3 separate regions of the Mus musculus genome follow, and all the other regions are linked to region 2. A link is a contact called in public HiChIP or PLAC-seq and promoter capture Hi-C data. All regions are on one chromosome and are shown on one strand. Each heading gives the region's core, a stretch centred on a gene start, on an enhancer-like site or on the middle of the called end of the contact. The rest is flanking DNA. Distances are from core to core; before and after follow the strand shown. Region 1 holds the start of Fgf3 (fibroblast growth factor 3). Region 2 overlaps Ano1 (anoctamin 1, calcium activated chloride channel). Region 3 has its middle 7.5 kb from the start of Gm34964.

Evidence for each region. Promoter capture Hi-C pulls out the DNA fragments that hold promoters and counts their contacts. HiChIP or PLAC-seq counts read pairs in DNA pulled down with a chosen protein or histone mark.
Region 1: a promoter capture Hi-C map of frontonasal cranial neural crest shows a contact between it and region 2, with 2.7 times the contacts expected there. The contact joins the promoter of Fgf3 here to the enhancer-like site in region 2. A contact is called at or near these places in 5 of 39 promoter capture datasets (the 3T3-L1 cell line, the HPC-7 cell line, HPC-7-derived erythroid cells and 2 more), 1 of 115 datasets of contacts at active chromatin or transcription factors (stem cell-derived neural progenitor cells) and 2 of 9 other capture datasets (adipose tissue and macrophages).
Region 3: an H3K27ac HiChIP or PLAC-seq map of embryonic stem cells shows a contact between it and region 2, with 4 times the contacts expected there. The contact joins two enhancer-like sites. A contact is called at or near these places in 1 of 39 promoter capture datasets (hippocampal neurons), 2 of 484 Hi-C or Micro-C datasets (bone marrow-derived macrophages and embryonic fibroblasts), 8 of 115 datasets of contacts at active chromatin or transcription factors (embryonic basal ganglia, embryonic forebrain, embryonic hindbrain and 3 more) and 2 of 9 other capture datasets (liver and pancreatic islet).

The regions. Positions count from the first base shown.
Region 1 is chr7:144,836,898-144,841,111 of GRCm38.p6, reverse strand. It overlaps Fgf3 (fibroblast growth factor 3), which reads right to left and starts at 2,500. Exons shown (of 3, transcript NM_008007.2): 1 at 2,185-2,500; 2 at 338-441. The coding sequence starts at 2,404. RefSeq lists an enhancer at 3,323-3,361 and a promoter at 2,492-4,177.
Region 2 is chr7:144,626,617-144,630,334 of GRCm38.p6, reverse strand. All of the region lies in intron 12 of Ano1 (anoctamin 1, calcium activated chloride channel), which reads left to right. Among named protein-coding and RNA genes, the nearest start is that of Fadd, 46 kb to the right of the region's middle. Within about 2 kb of position 1,789, at least 45 of the 459 cell types and tissues checked have an H3K27ac peak or open chromatin away from gene starts, as enhancers often do.
Region 3 is chr7:144,779,252-144,783,456 of GRCm38.p6, reverse strand. No RefSeq gene overlaps it. Among named protein-coding and RNA genes, the nearest start is that of Gm34964, 7.5 kb to the left of the region's middle. Within about 2 kb of position 1,971, at least 24 of the 459 cell types and tissues checked have an H3K27ac peak or open chromatin away from gene starts, as enhancers often do.

The DNA.
Region 1 (4,214 bases), core at 1,251-3,750, 210 kb before region 2:
AGGTTTGCCATGACCTGCTCTCCCTCAACTGCAGCTATGGTGGCTACTCACACCATGGAGGTTTGGGACCCTGCTGCCATGCTCACTTCCTGTCTCCATCATTTCGACGTTTAGAGAAAGAGACTGACTTCAGACAGGTGGAAAGGGCATTTTCCTGAGCACCTAAAGTCTGTGTTGGGCAGGCACTCAGAAGCCCAGGAGGGATCTGGACGAGCTTGAGTCTGGCATGACCTGGGGGCTAAGAAGTCTATCTCTCATGTCCTCTTCTGTCCCCCAATCAGATGCTCAAGCCAGATGGTTATTCCATCAGCACCTGCCCACCAGTAATGGAACTCACCGAAGCATACAGCCGTCCTCTCTTGTTCATGGCCAGGTACCGCCCAGAAAAGAGCCCTTTGATGGCCACCACGCCCACTTCCACCGCAGTAATCTCCAGGATGCCTGGAAAGAGTCAGGAAGAGTCCATCAACGTCTCAACCTAAGCAGAACCTCAGCCTGAGCCAGCTTCCCCCTCTAGGCTCAGGAAGCTGGGACAGGTCTGGTTGGAAGTCCTGGTAGGAAGAAAACATTGAGCAGGTGGTAAGGAAAGGGGCATCCTGCCACTGTGCGGGAGACCTTAATCCTAACCTCAGGAGAAGACATGATGGGAATGTTCTGCCCCTGCCATGCACCTTGGGTGCAACCTGGACAGATCGACCCAGTCTGTATTTTGTGCAATCTTGTGAATGCCTCGGTCTCGCAAGCATCAAGTAACTTAAGCCACACATAATGGTTTGGGAGATCCAAACCCCAGAGCAGATGGAGACCCAGAAGGGGAGGTGGCCAAGACTCTTAGGGAAGCCAGGGTTTGCAGCCCAGCCCCCCACTGGCAGCAAGTGATCCAAAGATGTGTGCTGAGAGGTAGCCTGCCACAGAAAAGGGCCTGGGTGCTGAGGAAAGGTGACAGGGCTCACCCAGGCCTAAGAGTAGGTACAAAAGTTAACAATCTCTCAGCGCAGATGACAGAGAAGTTGCAGAGACTGATCACCAGAGTTTGATCGAGGAACCCACATGATGGAAGTAGAGACCAGACTCCAGCTAGTGGCTCAATGACCTCCACACACTCACTGTGGCACACAAAACAAACAAAATACAAAAACAACCAAACTTCTACCAGCCTTTGCCGTGAACAGTATAGTGCTTTTGGGAGGGGAGCGGAGGTCAAAGACCCCCGGGATAGTGGGTCGAGGATTCACTCCCTTTCTAGGGAGCGGCCGCTGGGACCCAGCATGGTCCAGATTACCGGACTCAGTTGAGATTCTGCCCTAGCCACGGTTTGGAGGGGTGCAGGATGAGGCCTCTACAGCTGGCGCCAGACGAGCACCAGACTGAGTGCCCCTAGGTGGCAGCGAATGTGCCCCTCCTCTACATCTGGGACCTCCCGGGATCCAGCAAATGGGGAGTGGTGCGCATGAGGAGCCCCGCGCTCCAGGCCCGACAGGGTCTAGTCCCCAGGACGCCCCCGCGGGGCTGCGGCTTTGCAGGAGGAAGCTGCGGTTCCCCCCCGCCGCCCGCGCCCCCCGTTCGGCTTCCTGCGCCCCGGGCGCGGTGAGTTTTGCGCGGCCTCCCTCCCACGCAGCGAGCAACGCTCCTGGTCCAGCTCCGCTCGTGGGTACCCAACTGAAGAAGCCAAACCCTGCAATACTCGGGAACTGGCCCTGGGTATGATCGAGCTGCGGGCTGTGGGTGCGTGTCAGCAGCATCCGGAACACGAGGGGACGCCTGTTTGTCCTGTCGCGCTCTCTTGCAGGGCGCAGGACGCGGGACAAGCCTGTCGTCAGATGCCGCGTTGCGGAAACCGAGCTCTGCCTAGTGGAGTGTCCTCCGCGCATCGGCTGAGAGCAAAGAGAACGAAAGGGACTGGCCATGCACCCCGGGGTCGTCAAAACAATAAAGAGGGCGATAAATCCTTGTCCAACGGCTTTTCATTGAGTAATAGAAACGTGTCAGAACCGGGGTCGCCTCCCGCGCAGCTCCTGGGGGAGCGGGACGGGCGGGGCAGCTTGCTGAGTTCGGTAGCTGGGACCGCGGCGGCGTCTTCGGACTGACCTCAGCTCTGCCTCTATCTAGGACGTGGCGGCAGGGGACCGAGCCCTCCGGTCTCTTCCGCCACCCTCCCCTCCCTGTCCGGACCTGAACACTCACTATAGGCGCTGTTCTCAAGGCTGCCGTTCACGCGGCCGCTTGGGTGCAGCTGGAGGTGGTACTTGGTAGCGCAGTAGAGCTTGCGGCGCCGTGGCGCCCCGCCGAGGTGCTCGTAAACGCCACCACGGCCGCCCGCATCGCGTCGTAGTCGCGTCCCGGGCCCCGTAGTTGGCCAGCTGGGTTCCAGCAAGCTGAGCAGCAGAAGCCAGATCAGGCCCATCCCGGCATCGCGCCCGCCCGCAGCGGCTGCTGCGCCAGCGCGGGTCTCACGAAGGCGCGGCGCTGGGAGCACACGCCCGCGCGCCAGGCCGGCTCGACTGTGGCTAGGAGAGGAAGGGAGGGAGAGGGGGACCGGGAAGAGGTGGGAGACAGGGGAGGGAGGAAGAGGAGGGGAGACAGGGAGAGGTGGAGAGAGGTGGAGATGGAGATAAGGACGGGTGGAGCAGGAGAGGGGAAGAGATAGTGGAGAGAAGACAAGAAAGAGGAGAGGGAGATGGAGAAAGAAGACTTTGAATTTTCACCCAGGAATGGGGGTCGTGTTTCTTTGCCGAACACAGTTCTGAAGAAAGGGCGCTTGACAACAAAAGGCGGCCGTGGTCCCTGGCGGGGGCGCGGGACTCAGGCCGGGCGTCGCCTGCGCACAGCTCCCGGGCCAGAGCCGTCGGGCCGCCGCTCCTCCGCCGTGCGCCCTGAGCCCCCTCCCGCCTCTGAAAGGTCCCCGCCCCGCCCCCGCCCCCAGACCAATTATGCCTCGGAAAATTATAGAGCGAGGCCTAAAGGCAACCGCCCCCAGGCCCTGTCACCCCCTCCCGCCTTACATCAATCCTGGGTGCACAATGGGACTGTGGATGACTGATGTCTGCGCAAACAACTTGCGGGGAAGTCTAGCTGACAAACGCTCATGAAAGGCGGCGCCTAATCCAGAGCAATTGCGGAGGGCGGTGCGTGGGGAGCCCGGGGTTGGGTTCGTGCAGGTCGCTTCTCACACCGCAGAGCGGTCCTCAGGCGTCCAGTCTTGTGGCCCAACGGCCCAGGGACTCTAAGCTCGAAGCTACCTAACTGACCAGAAGGTAGCACAGGAAGTTTGCACACCTTAAGTGGGAGTGGTCTATCCCAGCGGTGGTCCAGAGAGGGGACTGCACAGATAGGAGCAGAGACAATAGAGTCACAGAGCCTTAGAGCCCAGGAAATCTAGGCAGAGACAGAAATAAAGGTGGGTGAGGCAGATGACAGATTTGGCTGAAGAGAAAGAAGGAGGAGAGCAGTGGAGAGGGGGAGGAATGTGGAGATACAGAGGGCAACAGAACCGAAGGGAAAGAAGATCCCACAATGGCGCCCGCATGCCCACCTGGCAGGCTGAGGGGGAGTCCAGGTTCAGGGAATAGCTCCCTGGACCCTGAGCTCTTGACCTCAGTTCCTTATCTGCCAAGGGCCTCAAAGAAGAAGGACTTCCTGAGGTATCAGAAAAGGTCCCACCCCACATCCTGTGCTTCCAACGGTCCCCTGGCCAGCAACTACCCTCAGGCATGCCTCAGGACCCTGTGGCATGGGTCACAACATTGGTTCCTAAGTTGATCCTGAGCTCTTGGGAGGAGTCTGGCGGGAAGCCCTTGTTGATGTGAGATCCTGAGAAGTGTTGGGGTGGGGGGACCTCCACGATACAGAAGCTATTACTAGCACACACTGGGACATTTTCCACCCTGAGAACCTCATTTAGGGTAGCAGGCCCTCTTCAGCATGCTGAATGCACATGTCCTCCACAGCTGAGCACCCTCAACTGTCTCCCAGGGCCTCTGTTCTAGCCAGGGTCTGCAGGGTCTCTGCCCCACGCCTAGCCCCTGAGAAATCTTAAGCAGTCTGAAAACTACGCCACTGAACTGCTAAAACCCTGGAGTCACTGATGGAACCTGCTTTACAGGGGACAGCCCTGTGTCTCGAAGACCAACCTAAGCTCCTAAGATGTCACAAATGAATCCAGAGGGCATCTGGATCCAGTTACCTTCCTGTGCCTGGCCAAGAGAAGTGCAGAA
Region 2 (3,718 bases), core at 540-3,039:
ACTCCTACTCTTCTTGCTTCTGCTTCGAGTGTATAAGGATCAGGGGGTGTGTGCGATGGCCGTACAGACTCCGTCCCTCTGACACCATTTCTCTCATACTCTCTCATTCCTGCCTCCTTGCTGCTGCCCCAGGCTAGAGCACACACTGCTCACCTAGGGCCACCCCACAGTGACACCCCAAGCCCCAGTACAAGCATAGAACACTGCCAGATTGGTCACATTGGTCCAGCTTGCTTACTATCTCACTGGCCTAGCAATATGCATAGCAGCTGAGGGATTACCTCAGCTTCCCTCTGGCAGCTATGTAGTAGTAGGAATAGACCCTATGCGTGTGAGTGTGCATGTGTGCATGCATGTGTATGCACATGTGTACCTGTGCACATGCATGTGCGCTTGAACATGCTTGAGTGTGTGTGTCTGTATGTTGTGTGCACGTGCACATGCACATGTGCATGTGTGTGTGTACATGTGTGTGCATGCATACATGTGTGTGTGCATATGTGTGTATGCACTCACCTGCCATGTTTTGGTGTCACCCTAATGAAGATGACTAGAAAGAACACTCATGCCTGTTCTCTGGGGACAAGGGCCATTTGCCCATTTTCCTCCCAGTGAGGGTAGGACTTGCCATTTCAGAATCCTTCAGGGAGCTTGCCAAAGAGCAACTTCTAGGGCTGATGTGCAGTTTAGAGAGATACCGTGTCTGACCTACTGTGTTGTCACCCAAGACCCTAAATCTGTGTGCTGAACAAGGTTGGTGGGCTGCCCTGTACCTGCAGACATCTTGGGTATATTCTCTAATGAGGGATCTGAAACACAGAAAGGTTAAGTGGTTTGCCAGACATCACACAGGTTGAAACAGAGGGCAGCTCTCCAGCCTGCTTGCCTGCCTGTCTGCCTGACTGCCTACCTCTAAGAACACTCATGCCTGTTCTCTGGGGACAGGGGCCATTTGCCCATTTTCCTCTCTGTTCATACCTTGACATTCAAATGCTCTCCTAGCCCCTGCAAGGTGCCTTCCTGGGAAAGCAGATGTGTGCCCTAAGCAGTGGTGAGGGCACACAGGAAGGGGTTGCCCAGCATGGCTCTCAGGCTGGGAATGGGAGGCTTCTCATGAAATGCCTGTGTGTGATGGTGCAGGAATGAGCCAGTTGTTATTGAACATTGAACATCTACTTTTCCAAGTGCTGTCAGAGTCAGCCTGGGCCCAGGTAACCCTGAGCCTGGCTCAGCCACCATCAATTGATCAATTACACGGATAAATAACAGTGTAAATCAGAGAGGAGAGCCATTCAATGCAGCCACACTGGGATGAGGGTCAAAGAGTTCACCAGTGACTCCCAAGTCTGTCTTTAGGGTCAGGACTCGAGGCTTAGGTTTAAACAGAGGGCAGGAGGAGTGCAGAGCTAAGAGTCCTGGTCAGGGTGTGGTCCTGCCCATCACTGACCCATCACTGTCTCAGTTCCAGTCTCTCCTGCAAGGTGGTCTGACAAGTTCTCAGACCTGTGTGAGGTCTCTTGGGGAGACAAGCTCCCCTCTGTCTGGCACCAGGCTTCAGCTTTTCTCTTCCTCAGCATGAGACTCCTGGGAAAATTCCAATTCCTTGAGTTCCATTGTTTGAACAGTCTGATGGCAGAAGGGAGGGGCCCAGGAGTCTCTTCAGAATTTCTTTGCTCCAGCCAGGATGGTGGGAGTTTGTCAGCGGCCTCTCTCTGAGACCCCATTACTCTGCACCTTCAAAGCACTGCCAGGCCTGAGGAAGAGCAGCTAGAAGCTTTCATTCTTCTGAGACTGGGGTCTCACCAGCATGTCTCCATTGTGTGCCTGTCCATCAAGTAGAGAAGCAAGTACTGGCTGGCTCCACGCCCACCCATTTGAGAGAAAGAGGCCTTGCATCAGAGAAAGGAAGCTTATGTCCAAAGGAAAGAAACAAGAAGGGGCCCACAGGAGAGAGCTGCGGGAAGTAGTAAAGTAAGCAGGAAAAGCCATCCTGGGTCCTTTGCACTGTGAGCTGTCAAGGGCCTTTAGCGGAGATCTCAAATCCCTCATCAATTACCCTTTCATTACCCTCGGAAGGATTAGTTCTCCCCAAATCCCTCCTTCCATTGAGCTCTTTTCCTGCACTCCAGCTGTTCCCAGCTCTGCACAATGGCAGGCCTGCGGTACTGTTCCCCCGCTGGCTGCAATGAGGAGTGGGGCTCAGTGTCCCCCCAGAACTGCTGTTTTAATCTTTAAAAATGCTCTTTAATCTTTGCCTCACTAGCGTGGGCTCAGCAATCCTGGCTTCCGACGGCTCCTGCCTGCCATGTCTGACATCTTAAAGCTCGTAATGAAATGTCACGTTGAGCAACTTTGAGCCCATTTAGCTATTTGCCACCATCAATTTTCCGACATTATAGAATAATCACAGGTCTCAGTCGTCTGTCAGTTTCATGCAGAACAAAGGATGGTGCTTTCTGCCCAGTGGCAGGGTCTGGAGGGACTTCTGAATGACATGTCAGATTAGAGCCTGAGATTTGATGGTGGTGTCCCAGACTGGGCCCCACCACCTCAAGCTGGAAGGGGATGTGGAGAAAGTTACAATGCAGCTGTTGGCTGGTATCAAAAGGCCAGTGGTGGGTCGTGAGCTGAACTTCTGTAGCGAGTAGATTGGGTCTCAGTGACCCACATCAAAATGCAGGGATGCCATTGTCTGCACTGAAGGTTAGGCAGTGGGGAGTCCCAGGCCCTGGAACTCCCTGGAAACCCAGCTCTGAGCCCTGACCGAGCAAGCATCTCTCCTGATGGGAATAATGGTATCACAGGCAGCGATCCAGGGAGCATACCCCATTTCTTTGCATGGCCTGAAGGCCAGACATCCCAGATTCAGATCCTGTGGGGGCAGCAGATCCTGGGGTGTTGGTGCCCTCTCTGGCCATGTCCTCACACAATAGGGAACCCTTCAATAAGGGCTCCTTATTCTACCCTCAAGGGTCCCAGTGGCACCACCTCCCACACCATCTCTTTGAAAGTTGGGACCACAGCATAAAAATGCAGGATTTACATGAACAGAAGTCTATCAGGGAACTAATGCACACATGGTATGGCACATACCATCATCTCATGCTAGCCTTGAGCTCAGCCAGTATTTAAAAACAAAAAACAAAAAATCTGGAGACAGGGAGGTGGCCAGGTCAGCAGAAGCACTCGTATAAACATGAGGACCTGAGTTCAGATCCCCAGAGCCCAAGTAAAGATTTGTCATAAATGTTTTAGATGTTTTCATATTTGGGGCCACATAGAACCGTTTCATCATTTCCATCCCTGACCTAGGTCGTGCTGACTGATATAGGAAGTGTCCTTCAGAAGAGCTGGATGATAAGAGCAGGCCCTCCAGAGGGCTTCTGGGAGCATACAGAGCTCACATCCCGGTCTGATACAGGCAGGTCCGAGACTCGCTTACCATCCAGTGCAGGATCCTCCAAGTGAAGACAATTGTGTAACACACTGTAGCCAAAACAAATGCTTAAGGAAGGAAGCAGGACTATGGTTCCGTGCTGTTCCGGCCCTGGCTTGACTCCTCCTCACTGTCTGTCCTGTGCTGTACTTGCCTCTGCACTCCAAGCCAAGGTGGTGATCCTGCTATTTTGGATTCCATGCATGGCTCAGCCCCGGTGTGGATAAAGAAGTTTTTCCCCTCCACAAGCCATGTTGCTGTCACAGGATCAGGGTACAGGTC
Region 3 (4,205 bases), core at 722-3,221, 150 kb before region 2:
GGATTACTATTGCTATGATGAAACACCATAAACAAAGTAAATTGGGGAGAAAAGAGTTTATTCGGCTCACACTTCTATACCATAGTTCATCATTGAGGAAGGTAGGACAAGAGCCCAAACAGGGCAGGAACCTGGAGGTAGGAGCTGATGAGAGACCATGGAGGGGTGCTGCTTACTGCCTTGCTCCTCCTGGCTTGCTCAGCCTGCCTTCTGGTAAAATCAAGACCACCTGCCCAAGGGTGGCCCCACCCACAATGGGCGGAGCCCTTCCCACTTTATCACTAATTGAGAAAATGCCTTACAGCCAGATCTTATGGTGGCATCTTCTCAATTGAGGTTCCCTCCTTTCAGATGACTCTACTTTGTGTCAAGTTGACATAAAACCAGACAGTCCAAGATACCTAGAATAGTTAGCTTTAAGGGGTGGCAAAGCAAGGTAGGGAACTCCTAGAAGGGCACCCAATGTCCCTGCTCTGGCAGAGGGTTGGTAGCTGAGCCTTCTTCTGACATGGCACCTGGAGGAGAAGGTAGCTGTACTTAGGAGCAGAGAGAGACAGCCCTGTGGGACCCTGTGGTGATTGGATGGTGGGCCCTGATACCTTCTAGAGATACTGTCACCACTTGGACTTTTTACTGCTATTTTGAGTCATATCTCCCACTGGGAGCATAGCAGAGTGGCCCTATGGACTGGGCTAGGACCCTGTGTGAGTGCTAAGCCTGGGTCTTAATCATCCTCAATGATACCTGGCACACAGTCGGTGCTCAATAGGTAACAGAGGAAGAGATAGTCCTCCTCAGAATGTGTAGGCACAGCACACACCCAGGCAAGCTTCCAGCTGCATTGTGCTGGCTTAGCTCTGGGGTGTGGCTAGCACCTTCCTCCTCAGCCCTTAGCCTGGATCAGAGTCCAAACAGCTGGCATCCCAGCTCCATGTCCTCCTAGAACCCTAGCTATTTTCACTGAGCATGCTCTGTGTGTTCATGAAGGACAAGGGGGTTTTATGAAGCCCCAGGCCCAGCTCACTCACCATGGGGCACTGGGGAGTCCTTGCAAACTCTAGAGTAGAACAGGACCTTGCTGAAGAGAGAGTCTGGCTGACACCAGTTCATACTTCCCAGATAGGAAACTGAGGCCAGGCCAGTCCTGGGGTGGGCATCACAGCTGTGTCTCTTGCCAGTAGTAGCTAACACCTGATGGAGCTCACACTGGTAGGGAGCTCACACCACGTATATCATGAAGCAGGCCTGGCTTGCATTGCAATCCACAGCCCCATGAGCTGTGGGGACAGCGGGGAGATGGCTGTGTCTCCATCAGTGACCATGGTCACTGCAACACCCCTGTCTGGCCCTTCCTGCTATGGGCCTGTATAGTAACAGAAACGACTGGGCTACAGTGGACTGAGCCATTGTGTGGTTGCTGGCTGAGTCCTGTACCACATCTCCAGATGAGCCTCCTGGGTAGATCCCAGCATCTCAAGGCCAGCAGCAGATGCCCTAATCAGCTGGGGGTACCTAGAGCCTCTGGACTCTCCCCAAGTCCCGTACAGAAGGGGAAGCTCATGCTCAAACAGGCTCCAAGCTTTAGTGAGAGCACAGCAGATATCTTGGCCTCCTTTCAAGGCCACCCCACCCCCTTTCTAGTGCCTCCATGGTGCCACACATCTGCTCTAGGCAGGACTGAATAGGAAAGGCTCCCTGTTTCCCTCCCTTGACCACTTGTTAGGCCCTCTGTGCTCCAGGCTCCACCCAGCCTGGTTCCTCATCACCTCGCCGGTGTCCGCCGGTGTCCCACCAGTGAGGCAACCTCAGCAGTGGACGGCAGCTGGGAGGTCCAACTGGAAGGAAATCCCAGTCTGTGGGTGGCCTTCCCTGGGGTATCCTCCAGTTCCAGGTTGGGGCAGGGAAGGAGCCCTGTATGGGAGAAAGGGAGTCTGTACTGCCCACTGGAGGTCATCCTTGGAAACTGCAAGTGCACAGCTCTCTTGGCTCAGGCCTGGATCCACACACAGGGACAGAGTGGAGGCCTGGAGGCCTGGGGCCACACCAGGGCTTCCATGATCTGTTCCCTGCATGTAGAGGATGGTTACTGTGACCATTCCTATGGTCCACAAGACATGGGTAGCATTATTCATGGGCAGGGAAAACCATAGGGTTAGCTGCTGGGTGGCAGGATCTGAACTGTACCCCTCTCTGCATCGGAGCCTGGACCACCACACCTGTAGAGGGCATTGCTGGGGGACAGTGCAGCTGGGCTCCCGTATGAGTGGGAATATTGGCTCGTGCGACAGGTGCAGGAGGGAGCCCACTCAGGCTTGGGCTTTCCTCCTCCTGTTAAGACCTGAGGGCAGAAGGCAGAAAACAGAACTGAGGAGAAATAAGCCCTTCAAAGCCTCAGGGGTTATGTGGGGACAGAGGAGGTAAGAAGTCACTGCCCTCCAGCAAAGGGCTCCCTGGCAGAAAAGCCGCCTCACTGTCACCATCAGCTTGGCATGGTCTCTTCTAGAAGCTGGATAGCCTGGACCCAGAAGTCCCCCACTAGGGACTGAGTGTCACCAGTTGAGAAAGGCACAGTGTGAACAGTGTTCAGGGTTGTTTGGGGGGAGCGAGAGAGTGAGAGAGAGAAAGAGACACCACATCATTCACAGCACCTCCTGTGGGCTCTCAAGGAGCCTGGGCTGCAGGGCATATGGTCATCCCACTTTACAGACAGAAAAAGTGAGGCTTGGCAGATGTTGAAAAAGAAGGGCAGATAGATGGACCCAGCGTGCTTGGGCTTCCAAGGCCACCTCTCCCACTGGGTGGGGACTGGCTGGAATTTCCTGTCACTCCTTAACTCTGAGAGGTGTCCTGGCCAGGTGGTGCCAGGCTGGGAAGTCTCTCCAGAGTTTCACACCCACCCACACCTGGTATTTTTATTCCCAAGCAAGCCCGGTGCCAGGAGAGTGCGGGGAAAGCCCGAGGCCCTGTTGCCTTCTCTGGGGTCAATGGGGCCCTTATCTGTTCTGATCTTATCTGCGTGGCCTTGACAGAGGCTGGAGCTGGCTCCTGGAGGTACGGGGAGGCCCAGGTGGGCAATCACGAGAGGGGGTGTGGCTTCCCTTCCCCTCCCTTCCCGTGGAGTTGCCCCAGAGGTGGCAGAGCCAAAGCAGGTAAGGAAGTCAGGAAGGAGAGCAGAGCCACCTGGGAGGAGCGATAGCTCCTCTGCCAGGGGTGATAACTCAGCCCTTGGTTATACACAGGATGGGAGCTTCCTGGTAGCCAAGGCAAAAGGGAAAGAAGATGGGAGAGCTGGTGGTAGAGTAAAAAGGTGGTTGGTAGCCATAACTAAGACATTGTTTGCTGTCGTAAAAGCCTTCTTCTTCAGAAATGCTGAGAGGTCCTATCACACAGCAGGGTGTGAGTGTCCCCTGTATGTCCCTTCATTTGCCTCAGCATGGGAAAACCAGCTGAGCAGAGGACACAGGCCAGGTTTGTGTTGGGTGCTGGGGACAGAGAAATCAGAGGTAACATAGTTCCCATTCCCTCAAATGAGGAAGAATTACCTGTCAATCAAACACAGGAAGTCACTGCACCCAGACTGTGGGGATTGCAGAACAGTGTGGAATTAGAGGCAGCTCGCTCCTGATACGGGGAAGCTCAGGCAGGAGGACTGCCACCAGTTTAGGGTAGCTTGGGCTTTCATAGTGAGTTCTAGCTCACAGAGGTATAGAGTCAGGCATGTCTCAAAACAACTAACAACTGAGACAAATTAAAAGAAAGGACATAGCGGGCGGTGGTAGCACACGCCTTTAATCCCAGCACTTGGGAGGCAGAGGCAGGTAGATTTCTGAGTTCGAGGCCAGCCTGGTCTACAAAGTGAGTTCCAGGACAGCCAGGGCTACACAGAGAAACCCTGTCTTGAAAAACAAAAACAAACAAGCAAACAAACAAAAAAAAGAAAAGAAAAGAAAGAAAGGACAGCTGAAAGACAGAGAGAGACAGAGGTGCTGGAGACGTGGCTAAGGGAACAACGCACTTGCTGTGTGAGTGTGAGGACCAGGGCAGTGTCCTTTGTATTCTCATGAAAAGCCAAGCACACTTGATGGTCTATCTGTATCCCAGTAGCTGGGAGGCTGAAGCAGGGCATCCTGGAGCAAGCTGGCCAGCTAGAGTAGGCAAATTTTTGAGCTCCAGGCTCACAGAGAGATACCTTGCCTTGGTAACAA